2 separate regions of the Danio rerio genome follow, and region 1 is linked to region 2. The links are chromatin contacts, called in public Hi-C maps. All regions are on one chromosome and are shown on one strand. Each heading gives the region's core, a stretch centred on a gene start, on an enhancer-like site or on the middle of the called end of the contact. The rest is flanking DNA. Distances are from core to core; before and after follow the strand shown.

Region 1 (3,590 bases), core at 136-2,635, 200 kb after region 2:
AAAAGACATGCTATCATGATTTTTTTTTTGTATGGGTATAACCTATGGGTAAAAGTCTGATGTATCTACCTTTGTTAAAAGTGTTCTTGTAAGAAGTTAAATGCAGAGGTTGATTTATTTATTTTTGTATTTATTTATTATACCGTTCCTTACTATTATTATTATTATTATTATTATTCTCTCTCATTTTTTTTCTCTGATTTATTTCATTTTTTGTTAATTTTTATTTTCGCCAGGGGTGAGTGGGGTGCAGGTACTAACAGAAAATGCAGTTTTAGCCAGGTGTCCTTGTCTATAACTATGTTTGCTAGATTATTTTCAACCATTAAATAAAAATTTGATCACAAAAAAAAGATGGGCCGTTAGCCCAATGCTCAACCCTAAACCTGGAGGATATGGACGTACACTACGGCCAATTTAGTTTACCAAATTCCCTTATAGCCATGACTTTGGGCTTGTGGGGGGAACCGGAGCAACCGGAAGAAACCCACGCCAACACGGGGAGAACATGCGAACTCCACACAGAAACTCCAGCTGACCCAGTCAGGGCCCAAACCAGTGATCTTCTTACTGTGAGGCGACAGTGCTACCCGCTGTGCCACAGTGCCGCCCATTACTTTTGTAATACATCTCTTAAAATGAGCATATCTTTCAGTGCACTGAGCCAGAAATCTCCATTTTACAGGTGTTTTTGTCGTTTACCAGAAAGGTCAATGTTTTATTTCTAAAATCTTGAGTTTGTATCTCGTTGCTGACAGTTTTATGGGTTGATGAACGATGCTTGTTGTATATATGTATTTTTTTTAATAAATCTTGCTTCATTTTAATGTTTTTTTTTTTTTTTTTTTTGTAGATAGCTTTATCCAGTGTTCAGATTTGTGTAATTTATTCAAATCGGTGCATATTTAATTATACAATGCCTCGTTCATCTCTTTTACTTTTCAGATATAATACAAAAACAACTGTTGATGTAACTGTTACATTGCTTAAATGAGGAAGTGAGGTCATATCTATCAGTATTTATTACACTATTCATGTCAGCAAATAAGCGTTGTATCTTGCAATCAATCTGTTCTTAAACACTTACAATGAATGAGTGCGTTTTTAATTTAAGATATGAACAGAATTCATACTTCTCAGATCAAGTTCTGAACTACTCGCCTTATGTATTGAATGACTATAAAGAAACAGAAAGCAAGCAAGAACGATTCCCGTCCATACGATTGCAGCGACCAATCACATCGTCACAAGACTTTTGAGTGACGTGGGCTGTAGCCTATCACTGGCAAGCCGCAGCTCTAAACAGGCGGGGATTAATCACGCTTTGTGTTGTAAGCAAGTGTCTGACTCAGAATCGTTAACGGAATTAGGTAATTCGGTCGGGCTGCCGCTTCAGGTCGGTACATATCTAATTTGCTTAAACTCAATTCTCATTCTTTGACTAGCTAAGAATTAAGTATTACATGTAAACATTAAACTGTCGTGTCATGATGATTATTGTGTTGTTATTTCCAGTGCAGAATGAAGACCTTAGTAGTGTTCGACTTCGATCACACTATAGTGGATGAAAACAGCGACACTTGGGTGATCCGCTGCACCCCCGACCAGAAGTTACCGGACTGGCTGGAGAAGTCCTACCAGAGGGGCAGGTGGACCGAATATATGGGTCGAGTGTTGACCTACATCGGAGACCAGTCCGTCCGGCCGGAGCACATGCGCGCGGTCATGGAGAGCATCCCGTTCACCGACGGCATGACCGAGCTCCTGACCTTCATATCCGAGAATAAGAAGCACATCGACTGCATTATCATCTCCGACTCGAACACTTTATTCATAGACTGGGCTTTGCAGGCGTCGGGGTTGAAATCCGCAGTAGATGACGTCTTCAGCAACCCCGCGAACATCGATGCGCGCGGGTACGTGAGCTTGCGCTGCTTCCACGCGCATGCCTGTAAAGAGTGTCCGGTAAACCTGTGCAAGAGAAGGGTGCTGCGGGATTTCACGGAGAACCGGGCGAAAGATGGCCTGCGTTATGAGCGGATTTGCTATATAGGAGACGGAGGAAACGACTTTTGCCCTGTTAAAGAGCTGACAGAGGGCGACATTGCAATGCCAAGGAAAGGATTCACCCTGGAGAAACTGTTGCGCAAAGGCATTTCTGAGGGTTCAAACGAGCTCAGGGCCAAAATTATGCCCTGGACTAGTGCCAAAGAAATCCTTCAGGAATTAAGAGCTCTAATTGAGTGATATATAGTGTTATGAGCAATATCGTGAGATTCCGACACGATTATTGAAAGCGTCCGTCAAACAACTTGATTAGGTAACTTGGGTGTTTTGGTAACGTAACGCTTTACAATGAGGTCTTCATTGAATGCATTCACTAATATGTAAACAATTATCAGCAATTATTAACCTTTACAAATGCTACTTCACTGTGCATTAACTAATGTTGATCTTTAAAAAAAACATATGTAAATGTTGAGATTATAACAGATTCATATTTTTGTGAGATAGATTTACATATAAACGTATGGATTTATATATAGATTATATATAAATTCATCCTCAAACTACTTGATAAAATTACTTGAGTATAAAGTAATGTCTGTATATTGGTAACACTTTACAATAAGGTCTCTCCTTCATTGAATGCATTCACTAATATGTAATCAACTCTCCTACTTTGCATTTGGGTTGCACGGTTTACCGGTAGAACTATGGTAGTATCGCGATACTATGGCTCCAAAATACTGGCGATGCTACTGTAGTTTGCGAAAGGTGGTATCGTGATTAATAGTTTATCTACAATTAATAACGTTGCATGTGGAAAAGACACTAAAAAGATCACTCGTTTGCGCAACAATAGACCACTTTATTTTTATAGTCTGTGGAGCCCTTTAAGGTTGCAAAACTGTAGAATTGGCGCCTTTTATGGTAGCGTATTGCATGTTTTCTAACACATCAGTTCGAACGCACATCTGTTCATTTCTGTTCCTGTTAATATGATTTAGTAGCTACTTCAACCGCGACTCTCTTTAAAAGAAAGACTCACAAAGGGAAATTTTGAATTACTTTGGATTGTTACCTGATAAGACTGAAAAAAATATATAGATGAAAACCCAAAATAGCAACAGGAAACAATTTTTGACCACTTCATTTGGCCTAATTTTGTTGGAAAAATGCTCTTTTTTTGTAACAAATTTCATTTGGTATAATTTGTATCTTTATTTTAATGTATTTTTTGTTGTAAGTGAGGTGCAGATAATACTTTTTGTTCTTAAGGGAATCATGCATCAAATTCAAGTAAGCCTATTATAACATAAAAAAAGATATTTCTTGTCATTTTCTTTATAATTTCAGTTATGAATTACGGTATCGCAATACAACTTGGTATTGTGATACTTTAGCTGGTTTAGTATCGTAAGATTAACTAATGGTATAGCGACAACCCTACTTTGCATTCACTATTGCTGACAAACACCACTCTCGATCTTAAAAACATATGTAAATGTTGAGATTATAACAGATTAATAATTTTGTGAGATTTATATATACAGTTGAAGTCAGAATTATTAGCCTCCCTTTTGAAC
Region 2 (3,714 bases), core at 465-2,964:
AAACCCAACCCTCATTGGGTGATGGGCAAATCGTACTAAATTGTACAAATTAGATCATACGAATTCATACGAATTAGCCACTAAATCAAAAAGTTACAAATTGTCGTGAGATTGTGTTGGATACACAATATATATTTTAAAGAACTTTTACAAAACAAAACCACATAAAAAAAATTGAAAAGAACTGTTCCATGATCATTCAGTGTTTGAAACAAAATACCTATTCTGACCTGTACTTATTAAAATGCTAAAATAATAAGTCAACATGCTCAATTTAATCATATTTTAAATGATTAGAATTAACAATTTTTTGTTAACAAACGAAGGAACTTAGTAGTTTGAATGACTGTGACAAAAGTATAGACTTAAAATGTCTATAAAAGACCAAATTGTGATCTTTAATTCAGTCTTAAAACATGTCATCAAGTAGGTCTTGAACTAAATATGCCTGACATTTAAATTATGACAACACAATTAAAACATTCAACATAATAATAATAATATTATTAATAATAAAATGTTTATGTATAGCGCATTTCCATTATTCAAGGATGGTTTACAAAAGTAGCTAAATAATATAATTAAAAATCTAAACAATACAATATAATCTATATATGTCTGACAACATTTTTTAACATGTAAACTATTGTTATAGTAAATGCCATTTTAGTGAATCTCATCTGTAAATTGTGGCTTTAAAAAGGCTGTAAATATTCTGTATTTTCTTGCAGAGAAAAGGAAAATCAACAATATAAACTAATTTGTATATAAAAACAAATCATACAAGTGATATAGACTTATTATTATGTGTGAAACCCCTTCAAGTTCTTCAAGGCTTTCTATAATTATATTTTTGTATGAAGTGGCTTCACAGTACATTGATTACAGGGAAATCCTGAGGTCTTGATCAAGGACACAACAGTAAACATGTATTATCCACAAACCACTTACATAAGCAACTCATCATTTATAATTCACTTAAACAAATGTGTACATCATTAAAGAATACTGCTCAGAAAATGTACAATATAATATGATAGAAACATACCACCATTTCCTCTTCTTCCTCCTCTTCCTCCTCCTAAACAAAACAGTGTAACATATTAATAGGATGCAGCTATTATCCATAATTAAGAGACATACATACATACATACATAGTTAGAATGAAACTAAAACAACATAAATGATGCCTAGAATGATTTACAAAAGCAAGACAAAGGCTAAATCTCACATTTAGACAGTATAAATACTAGCATACATAAGCATTGGATCAACCTATATCTCAGGCTCGGCTAACATAAGTTAAACCAGACCATTTCGACAAAAAGCCGCTTCTTCATGCGGCTAAATGACAATTAAACCGCATATAAACAAAAAATGCTAATAATACCTCCTCTGGTTCTCCGTTCGTGATCATTTTGTCTTCGAAAACCATGATTTGACCGGAGTTTTTCCTGGAGTGACCCTCTGTGGACTGAGATATGCGCCGATGGAGGACAGCGTGACACTTTCCGGAAGTGGTAAGAGCTTAAAGAGTTTCACGCAAAAAGAGGCGATACACCTCTGTCAACTTCCGGTTCCCTGTGCTTGTTTGATTTTCTTCTCTTAACCTGAGTTGTGATGTTTTGCGGTCAGTGTTTGTTTATCAGTATTTGTTAACTGCTAACATCGAATTTTTGCATACAGTGTATGTTTAGTGAGAGACATATTGTATTACGCTATTTGCTGGCGTTTAAAATGGTTTGCTCCCATCTAGTGGTTTGGAGTATCAACATCAGTGAAGCCAAATAGAATAAAACGTGTTAAATAACATTTAAACACGATTGAATATGTTAAATAAACCAACCTGCGTATAATCTGAGTTATAATATGGAAAGTTAGGACTCTTTTAAGGCAGGCATGTCCAAACTTGGTCCTGGAGGGCCGGTGTCCTGCAAAGTTCCGTACAGCCCCGATCAGACACACCTAGGCTAGCTAATCAAGCTCTTACTAGGCTTTCTAGAAACATCTTTGCAGGTGTGTTGAGGGAAGTTAAAGCTTAAATCTGCAGGACACCAGCCCTCCAGGACCGAGTTTGGACACCCCTGTTTTAAGGTAATAGATCACCCGAAGATGGTTATTAGCGCTTAGGCCAGTGGTCTCAAACTCAATTCCTGGAGGACCACAGCTCTGCAGATTCTAGCTCCAACCACCTCTAAAATTACACCTGCTCAATAGACTCTGAAGCTGCGGTCACACTGGGCTTTTCCTCCCATAGACTTCCATTCATACACACGCGAATGCGTCAGACCGGAAACGCATGGTCATGCGTCAAGTTTCGTATGTCGCTGCGGTGCAAAGTTCAAGCTTGGTGAACTCTGACCTGCGAAATCCCATTACTTGACTGTGTGAGACCAATCGAGGATCAAAACATGACCTCTCTGGATATAAATTTAAAACATGGAGCAATCGCTCACTTTTTTAAATGCCTAATAAACTTGTTTAATCCCGCCCCTTTTCTCAGTGCCGCACGACAGAATATCGCATGCTCAAACTCTAATGTGACCGCAGCTTTATAGTCTTGATTTAATTGATTGAATCTTGATTATTTGGATCAGCTGTTTTTGGTAGGGTTGAAGCAAAACTGTGCAGAGCTGCGGCCCTCCAGGAATCGAGTTTGAGACCCATGCCTTAGACTATGGCTGTTTCCAGATTAATAAAGGGACTAAGCCGAAAAGAAAATGCATGAATAAATGAATGAATGAATGAATGAATGAATGAATGAATTTATATGATGCATTTTAGAGCAGATTAATTCAGTGGATGTAACATAACAAAAGGGCAGTAAATTTGAACAGTGCACAAGAGTTAATGACAAAATAAATAAACGATTATAAACAAAAACAGAACAAAAACAGATCACCTAAATAATCTTTTTGTTTTGCTTTTTTTGAACATTTACAACCATAAATGCCTTAGTAAATATACAAAATTCCCTATCAGAACGCAGACAAGCATAACAAATAATTAAATAAATAAATAAATAAATATAATGGGGTTTCAACAAGTTTAATATATTAATATTTAACAATCTCTTGATTAAGTTGGGGAAGGTTTAAAGGGATTCATTCATTCATTATCCTAGTCCCTTTATTCATCAGGGGTTGCCACAATGGACCGAACCGCCAGCTTATCTAGCAAATGTTTTACACAGCGAATGGCTGCAACCCTGTACTGGGAAACACCCATACACTCTCATACTCTACGGCCAGTTAAGTTTATTTAGTTTAAACCCACGCCAACACTGGAGAACATGCAAACTCCACACAGAAATGCCAAATTGTCCAGCAAGGACTCGAACCATCTGTGAGGCGACAGTGTTAACCACTGTGCCACCGTGCCGCCCCTAATTATAGTTTACAAATGAAAGTTCTGATATCAATTACTCATTCTAGACATGTTTGAGTTTCTTCAGATAAGCACAAAGGAATATATTTTGAAGAATGTTGGAAACAGAGAGCGTACATAGTATATCTGTTTTCCCACATGGCTACACATTACAATTGTCCAGCATTCAACAATACAACATTCTTCAAAATATCTTCGTTTGTGTTTAACAGTAGAAAGAAACTCGTATTTGAAACGGCTTGAGGTTGAGTAAATGGTGTGTACATTTTCGTTATTGGGTGAACTACCCCTTTAAATCGTTTACATCAGTGTAGATTCCCGCTTCC

What was found. Hi-C and Micro-C count contacts between places; a contact is called where the count stands out from the background.
Region 1: a Hi-C map of hematopoietic stem cells shows a contact between it and region 2, with 1.9 times the contacts expected there. The contact joins the promoter of phospho2 here to the promoter of uqcrh in region 2. A contact is called at or near these places in 2 of 18 Hi-C or Micro-C datasets (hematopoietic stem cells and an unstated tissue).

What each region holds. Positions count from the first base shown.
Region 1 is chr6:4,423,228-4,426,817 of GRCz12tu, forward strand. phospho2 (phosphatase, orphan 2) reads left to right here and starts at 1,386. Exons shown (of 2, transcript NM_001111229.1): 1 at 1,386-1,396; 2 at 1,521-3,590. The coding sequence starts at 1,522. The coding sequence ends at 2,247. It also overlaps a transcript of ssb not described here.
Region 2 is chr6:4,221,687-4,225,400 of GRCz12tu, forward strand. It overlaps uqcrh (ubiquinol-cytochrome c reductase hinge protein), which reads right to left and starts at 1,715. Exons shown (of 4, transcript NM_001037108.3): 1 at 1,392-1,715; 2 at 1,049-1,081. The coding sequence starts at 1,436. It also overlaps a transcript of faah not described here.